2 separate regions of the Gossypium arboreum genome follow, and region 1 is linked to region 2. The links are chromatin contacts, called in public Hi-C maps. All regions are on one chromosome and are shown on one strand. The core of a region is the stretch at or near the end of the contact, and the rest is flanking DNA. Distances in the headings are between cores, read along the strand shown.

Evidence for each region. Hi-C and Micro-C count contacts between places; a contact is called where the count stands out from the background.
Region 1: a Hi-C map of leaf shows a contact between it and region 2, with 1.9 times the contacts expected there. The contact joins the promoter of LOC108484312 here to the enhancer-like site in region 2. A contact is called at or near these places in 2 of 5 Hi-C or Micro-C datasets (both in leaf).

The regions. Positions count from the first base shown.
Region 1 is chr8:58,444,722-58,449,323 of ASM2569848v2, reverse strand. It overlaps LOC108484312 (protein IQ-DOMAIN 17-like), which reads right to left and starts at 1,274. Exons shown (of 4, transcript XM_017788089.2): 1 at 596-1,274; 2 at 176-496; 3 at 1-78. The coding sequence starts at 721.
Region 2 is chr8:58,187,108-58,191,654 of ASM2569848v2, reverse strand. No RefSeq gene overlaps it. Among protein-coding and RNA genes, the nearest start is that of LOC108468386, 96 kb to the right of the region's middle. Within about 2 kb of position 1,739, at least 2 of the 2 cell types and tissues checked have an H3K27ac peak or open chromatin away from gene starts, as enhancers often do. A contact at or near this core is called in leaf, where this site is marked.

The DNA.
Region 1 (4,602 bases), core at 25-2,524, 260 kb before region 2:
TCGCTTTCGGACATTGTGTCCTCTCACTAAGGCTTGCAGCTTCACCAGCCCCTTGAGTGCCCGAAGAGCTCTCTTTGCCTTCAAAACCACAATTGTTTTTCTTAGTCCAAAAACCTTTTCCTTACGAAACCAATATAAATTATTCAAGAAACAAAGATCATTGCTACGTTATTACCAGATAACCTCTGAAAGCTGTCTGTATAACAATAGCAGCAAAGTGTTCTCTCAAGAAAACGGAAGGCCTGGTGAGCCGAACTACTTCTACAGCAGCTTGTGCGGTTGCTACTGCTGCTTGAGCAGCTGCTGTAGTAGCAATAGCCACTGCAATGGCATGTGATCTTTGCTCAGCTTCGGGAACGGTATTCAGTGCTGAGGTTTCTGAATTAGTGGCAACTTTAGCATTGGTTATTGTGACTATGGTGCTTGCTTCACTGTGTTGTATCACTGTTTCCTGATACGAAGGCTTCTTGAAAATCCATCTTCGTTTCCCTCTTTTCTGCGCAAACCAAGAAAAAGAACATTGAGTTAAAGTTAATCACATGCACAAACAAAAACATTCAAGAGAAAAAGGAAAAGTTGAAGAGAGAATAATAACCTTCTCTTCTTCCTCTTGTTCACCATCTTCTCTCCTTCTACAGCTCCTCTTATCGTTTTCCTTAGTAGGAGACCTAAAGGCTTTCTTGACTGCAGTCAACCAAGAGTTTCCTCCAATCTTCCCCATAGAAGAGTTGACACAAAAAACAAAGCTAAATGAGAAATGGTGCTTTTAATTCATAGCTTCATAGGAGCTTCACCAAAGGGGAGTGGTTGGCATGTTTAAATGCAAAAGGCTTAGATATAAATGAAAGGGAAGGCAAGGACAAAAGGGGTTGATAGCAAGGTTAGCTAGTCGTTGCATTTGGGAATAGTCGGAACAGTCACTGCATTATATTATTATTAAGCTTTATAAAGCTGATGTGTGCAGTGAATAAATGCTAAAAGATATGGTGTTTGCTTGTGGCGTGGAGAACACTAATGGACTTGTGTGTCAGGCAGTTTTTCAGACAAGATGAAAAAGTGAGTGAGTAACCTCGATAACGCTGAAAGTTGGATGGATATATATATAATTATTACTGAAGAAGCGCTAGCCATCAGGTGAGGTCTTGGTTTCGCCTTGCTATGAGTGCCTCCTTTAAGCTAATAAAAAATTGACCAAGCTCTCTCGGCTCTTTCACTGTTCGAAAGTGCCCATTGTCCATCTCATAAGCTTTGAGAGATACTGCAAATTTTTTTCCTAGGAAGGATTTTCATAAGAATGTTGGCATGATATAAAGGATTGGATTTATTCTCACCGAAATCTTTAATTTATCCTTCAGCTTAATCCACACACTTTAGTCTTTAAAATTTCTTTTCTTTTTATTATTATTTTAGTTTTTAAAGTTTTCTTTCTCACTTTAGTACCCTACATTATCAAACATTCTCAATTCAATTTTTAGATTTGAAAATTTAACGAATGAGATATTCAATCAATTATACACCGCCAAGACTCATACAATAGTATTATCACCGAAAATACCTAAAAATCATTTTAGAAAATAAAAGTTACAAAAATTATTGAAATTATAAAATAAAATTTAAAAATTACTAAATTAAAAAGTAAAAATTTTAATATTTTGAATTTTATAAATCATAAATTTTAATATTTTGAATTTTATAAATCATATTTGTTAGAATTTGAGTATAGGATTGTTGTATCTCGAAAAGATGCCATTTACCTTAATTGTTTTATAATTCAATCACTATAAATTTATAATTGGTAAATCTTTTAGGAAATGAATTTGGATATATATTTTTAATTATTTAAATAATAAAATAATGCTATTTCAATTAAATAATAATTAAAATAATATTTTTAACTATTTCAAATTTTTTACTATCTCAATACAAATTATTAGTCTCTACACCAATATCTTAATTTGCAAACAAATTTTTTAAAAGTGAAGTGAATATCTAAATATTAACATACACATCCGTTACCTTAAAAAATTTGAATCCTAATGTTTTTTGAATCCTTAATATTTTTTTTATCACAATTACAAATCAAATGCCCGCAAATATCTAAATATGCCATCGTTCTACCTAAGGCCACCATTGTTGTTAAGTGTTTGACCATTCCAAAGAACTATGGTACAAAATAAAGAGAGCATATGCACGATAATGGATGAAGGAAGTTACTCCAGATATCGTTTTGATCCGATTAGTAAATTTTAGCTAATTTTAAATCAAGTACTTTACGGACTAAATTGAAAAGATAAAAAATATTAAAAATAATCTAATTACAAAATTAACAGCGGACTTATGAAATTAACCATCTAAAACTCAAGAATGTGAATTTCTAAAGCATTTTGTAACCATTTTGGACTTCGATTGCCTAACCAAAATATCATGACTAAAGAACAAAGCTTGGAGAACTGGCCTTCAGAGCAAAGGCATCACGTAGCAACGTGCCTTAAAGGGAGGCCATTGTCCCGATGACGTGAGAAGGGCGTCCCAACGTCGAACCTAAGTCCTAACGATGTTCAAACGTCGTCTCGACGTGCCATAAAATTTTGCAGCAATCAAACTAGCAATTTGGCAAACTGAAGTTTGGACACTTCCCCACTTACCATTTCGTGCATTAAAGGTTTAAACCCAATCCGAACAAGTCACATAATACATTCATACAATATTTAAGGCATGCTCATACTCATCACAACACATCATGGCATAATTTGACTCCCTAAGTAAATGGTACATGCATGCATCCAACATTAAACTCAAAATCAATTACTTAATTTGCCAAATTAACATGCCGTGCTTTTCTAGGGAGCCTATATGCACAAAATGAACCAAATGGCCAAATTAATTGATGTACTGTTCTAACACCCCTAACCCGTATCTGTCGCCGGAACAGAGTTATGGAGCATTACTGGAACTTTCAGAACATTTACAGATAAATCATATCAATCACTGTTCATCTTCCGATATTATTCAAAACGTCCCTTAAATGGACCCTCTGTAACACCCCTCACCCGTATTCGACGCTGGGATAGAGTTCAAGGCATTATCGGGGCTTTACACATATAACACACTATTTGGGTCGTAAATTTTTGCTCAGATTTAAAACCTTTCAACCATGAATATCTCGTCCCTTATACAGGCCTTCGAGGCCTATAACGTACCTAAAGGCAATGCGGGACAAATTCGGGCACGTTCGATAAACCTTGGGCTCTTCAAAAAATTTTCCTTATTTTAAAGTGTTACACGCCCGTGTAGATGGGCCGTGTGGACTCACACGCCCTAGTGACTTGGGACACGCTCATGCCCTTCGGCCGTGTGCAACATTGACTTATCAACATGGCCATGGCACACGCTCGTGCTTCCTGCCCGTAGACAACACTGTCTTTTAGACACGGCAAGGATACACGTCCATGTGGCCTACTCGTGTGCATTTTTTATTTAAAATTTTAAGTGCAAGGGACACACGACCATAGCCCACCCTCATGGGAAGGAACCGCGTGTCACACACGGCCTAGACACACGCCCGTGTGTCTGACCATGTGGACCCTAATAGGCTATTTTCCAAGCCTTAAGTCACCCCTTTCTACTCTTTATACTTAGTGGTTACCAAGTTTGAAGGAAAACATGATTATACACTTGCAAATAATCTTGATAAAACTAGTTGTATGAAAACCTCATATCATTGGTTTCATACATGCAAGGTTATTTCCCATTTAGTGTTTATGAGTTTCCATGTCACTTTAATTCGTCCGAAATTAGCTCGTTCATGTAACTCATTGCTAATTGGTAACAACCCATCACTTGTAAATAAAACCATACAAAAATTCGTAAGTCATAGCCTACTTCCATTAAGCCAATTTTCATGGCCATATACAAAAAGATAAACATATTTTTACATGCCTTCATTTGGCAAATCAAATGACACATATAACAATATACTCAAAAATCTTATACATGCCATTGAACAAAATAAAAACGTCTTTATACCAAAGCTTGACTAGTTGATAGTGTGTCGACTCTCCAATCGTCTTCCAGTCCTTATGAGTCCTCGAGCTCTGTGAGATAGGGAAAAAGGGAGGGGTAAGCATTTACATGCTTAGTAAACTAGAATAACAAGAAAGTAAACTTACCAAGTATTTAACATGCATCCATGATAGATAAGGAAACCAGCAATTATTAAATGGTTCCCTATTACATGCACTCAATCTATAAGTTAGTAACATAATCAAGCATCATATAATTTAACTAGATGAGCTCATCATTCAACATCTCATTTACGCAAACATCTCATGTTAATCTCGTTGAGTTTCTAGGAAATCTCGATGGAGTACACATTAACCATCAATTCATACAAATGATCATTCCCTATACGCACTCTCGCAAACCTCACATTTTACGGCGGGATTACCAGTCCAGGCTAAATCCCCCATTTTATGAACTGATAAGGTGATGTCGGGATTACCAGTCTAGGCTAAATCCTTTAATACGACAAGCACCCTTAATGAGCTTGGATCTGAATTACCAGTCCAGGCTAAATTCAGACCCTAATCGGATTACCCGTCC
Region 2 (4,547 bases), core at 490-2,989:
AGTATTTTAATTTTTCATTTTTAACATATATTTTCTATGTTTTTATTTTCAAATTTTTGTACATGTCACTATTTTTTCTGAAGAATTTAAATATTCAATTAAAAATAAATTGTATTTTAATTAATATAAATAAACCATTTAAATAATAAATAGACAGATAAAATGTTTTTTACGGCGTTTTTGACAATGCGCTGCTAAAGCTCGATCTTTAGCTGCGTTTTTCAAAAAGCACCGCTAATGCTACTAAAGCTCAACATAAAACAACGACATCTTACTGAATTTCTTTGCGGCGTTTTTAAAAAGCGCCGCTAATGCTAGATCTATAGCGGTGTTTTTCAAAAAGCGCCGCTAATGCCACTAAAGCTAACATAAAACGGTGTCTTGCTGAATTTTTTTGCGGAGTTTTTTAAAAAGAGCCGCTAATGCTCTATCTATAGCGGCGTTTTTAGAAAAGCGCTGCTAATACTCGATCTATAGCGGTGTTTTTCAGTAAACGCCTCTAATTCTCGATCTATAGCGAAGTTTTTAAAAAAAAGCTGCTAATGCTCAATCTATAGCGCTGTTTTTTGTCCAAACGCCGCGAAAAACCTGTTTTGCTGTAGTGAATTGCTCTCCGAATGAACTTTTCTTCTCCTACTTATTTTCAAATTTTGTTTTTCATTTGGAATTTTTTTTTTTCATGGAGAATAAAAGAGAGTTCGGATTGTGACGAGGAATGATATTTCGTTGAGTTGTTCATATGCTTGCTCGAGGTAATGATATGTATTGGAAATGGAAGTTAATTAAAGACAACAAACTTGGGTTAGAAAGCCTTGTTAAATTAGTTACATTATGAGAAGAAAATAATTGGAGAGAAAAACTGTAGTGATAAACTACTTAATCCATCCATAAAAGGATCCATGTAATTACGATAATTCCGTAGAAAAATTATGGAAGGTTCAATTGCCCGTGTGTGTAAAAAATTGCACTGATTTACCGTCGAAGAGTTTGGATGATCACGAGTACATTGAGGAATATATTAGTAATCTAAATTCTCAATGTGGAAATTGATTATATGACGTGTTATGTTCGTATTGGTTCAAAGCCACACAATTTCAAATTTAGGGCTTTTGCGTAATTTAGATGATGACTATATTCAAAACATGCATGTTTTTTTTTAAGGTTAAAATGTGTTATAATTTTTATAAATTTGAAATTTAATTGGTATAATTTTATTTTGAGAAGTTTAGTTTTTTATTTTTAGATATTAAAATTTAAGTTCACTTGTTAATATTATTAAAATTATTTTATTAAATTGATTCATTGCAACGGATCTTTTAGTTATATAATTATTTTTATTTATTTTAAATTATCACACCAACAAATTGAATTAAAAAAACTTAATAGTGTTAATAACTAGACTTAAATTTTAAAATCTGGAAAATAAAAAACTAAATTCTTAAAACAAAAGTGTAAGAACTAAATTCTAAATTTGTGAAAAGTAACTATATTTTAAAAAGATAGTAAATGTTAAAAATTGAATTTTATATTTTAAAATTCCTAAATATAAAATAAATTTCTCTCAATTAATTAGGACTGCTTTGCATGAGAGATTCGAATTAGGGGTAATGGGAAAATTTTATGGGTTAAGTAATAATGGGTAAGAAAGGTCCTCGGATTCGTATTTGAGTGGACCTGCTTTCAATGGGCATGCAGAGTCAGTTGTGGACGACAGCTTTCATTTTTCCCCATGCAATTGTTGGTTGAGGCTGAGTAAATTGCATTAATGGCTGCAAATTTAGTCAGCCAGCTTCCATTGGATTGGAAGCGCCCATCCTGGTTTTATTCTTTCTTTGTTATTCATTTATTGGGGTCGGGAGGTGGTAATAAAGTATGTGTTTGATTCATCACCTAGGAACATTCCATAAACTATGTACAAACACAAATGCCATTGCTTTATGTACAAAATTAACATTATCCTTAATTAATTACTAGTTGGTTTCACTACAATTTGAATCTTCAACTTGTTCATATTTTCATTAATTTGCTCATATCTTTCATGCTACTTTACTAATATAACATTCAATTCATGAAATGGGTTTTGGTTTTTTGCATTTAAGGTATTATTTTATGATTTAATCACTTTCGTTTCCATTTATGGAAACAATTTTCCTTCTTGGATGCCAACAACTCCAGCGCCACCATATATAGGTAACCTATTCTGATGTATGCTGTTGAAGGATTTTTTGTTATGGTCATATTTACTCGTAAGTTGCAATCCCTAAAACCTGTTTTTTCTTTTTCTTCTTTTTTTTTTATTTTTATTTTATTTTATGCTTTACGCTTTTCTTTTTTTTCCTTTCTCTTTCTTTCATGATAGTAATAGGTTAAATCTATTCAATTAGTAAGTTCATTTCTTTCATCGATGTAAATCTAAAAGCTAAATTATTGAAATTGATAGGTATTATGTCTACACTTCTTAAGTTTACCTTACGCAGCATTAGTTTTGTCGGACAATCGTTCAACTAAAGTCATCTCATAAATTAAAATTAATTATAAAATTAAGATTTTGCGAGCGCAAGACTCATTAAGCCCTCAACCTCATAAGTTCATGACATCTCAAGCATATATTATGAGACTACATTCCTAATATATATAGAATACGTTTCATTCATACATTACATATATTCGTTGTTCTAACATGACATCCCATATTTACAAGTAAAGAATATCAATAGGTCAGCTAAGCTTCAAAAAGTATGAAACTAAGCATCTCGAGAAGGACTGATGGCACCACTTTATAAGACCATCAAGAATTAAGGAATAGGGATCTCTCTTTTTGAATAAGAAATAGGGAGCTCTCTTTTTGATCTCTCTCTACACCCTTACTGAAGTATATATCTTTCTTCCCCTCTAGTGCTTTTTTCTTCCAAGAAATACTTTAATTATTCATAATGACTCTCCACCCAGTAGGTGAACTATTGCAAATTATCATAATCCCAATCTTTGTATCAATAATAAAAATTAAAAATCTTAGGAATACAAAATATTTGCACAATTATTTTTTAGATTTTTAACAAAAAATTTGACTTTTCATTACATTTTGATTATTTTGTAAATATTTTTGTAAATTATGACCTCTCATATTTTTTATAAAATTTTATGACTTTTAATTATTTTTATTTTTGAAATATTTCAAGATAATTGAACTATTTGATTCAACCGATACGGTGGTGGATTTTATTTTTTCCCAATTATGCTTTTTTTTTTCTCATATTCTTTGCTTTGATTTGGCAGGGAAAAAGAAGAGCAAAAACGAATGTTGAAGTATTTTATAGAAAATATTATTGTATACCCTTGTCTTCCCTCCGCTGTTTCGCAGCTTTTTAACGAAGAAAACTACATTGTCTGATGTTAGCAAAAGAAAAAGGGGAAAATATTGCAGACTTGGGAGGCACTTTGTAGTACGTTTGGGAGAATCTAACATAACAAAAGTAAAGCGATAAAGTACTGGCTTATCGCAGAATATAACTATGTTACCTATAAATTTCTTTTTCTTGATTGATAGTTGAAAATATTTAAAAATAATCAAAATTTTTAAAAATAATAAATTTTATCATAAAATTTTATTATAATATATATCAAATAATTTTATACAATTTTTTTTAAATAAATAAATTGAACTACAACCTTGAAAAAACTCTTAAAGTGATAATAAACTTGATCATGGATTGGGTTCATGCCAGACCAATGCAAAATTTTAAGTCTCTTTTTTAGGCTCGGGCCTAGCTCGACCTAGCTCAACCTAGATTAAAAATATGAATCCCGAGCCCAATCCGGTCTGTCCGTATTAATTTTTTAGATTATTTTTTAAATAAAAACTATTTAAAAAAATATAATACATCATATACACTAAAATCATTAAAATAAATGTTTCCCAAAAAATTGAAAATACATTAAAAAAAACTCTTTATACTTAGATAACATTAAAATAGTTGCAAACTAGCAAGAAACTATCTCTAAAGTAGTAGCAAAATTAATAATAAAACAAGAGTTATGCAATATCCAAACAATAATAACAAAATAGTAGCAATGTAATAGTCAAATGACAACAAAACAATAGCGAAATGGTAGCAAAACAACTTATTCGAGTTGGGCTGAGCCAAGAAAATCCTACTCAAGGTCTGTCCCGTTTAGAAAACAAGTCTTATCTTTTGTCCAAACCCATTTCTCGGCCCTATGTTTTTTTCCAAACCCTCTCACTTTTCGAGCGGGCCTTCGGACTTGGACAGGTAGCTCGGCCATGATCAAGTTTAATGATAAATAGTTAAGTTGAGAAATTTGAGATTAGTTGGGTGTAAGTTTAATTCCTTTGTTGATATTAATTATATATATATATATATATATATTGCCAATAAGGTCTTAATAGTGTTTCCAAAAGTTGAGGCTTTGAGACTTTGAGTGTCCAAGTTTGAGTCACATTATACTCAAATAATATGTTTGGGTTCTCTCCCATATTATTTTGGGTTCAAGTCTCACACTGTGTGGGTTAGATCTAGATATGTTAT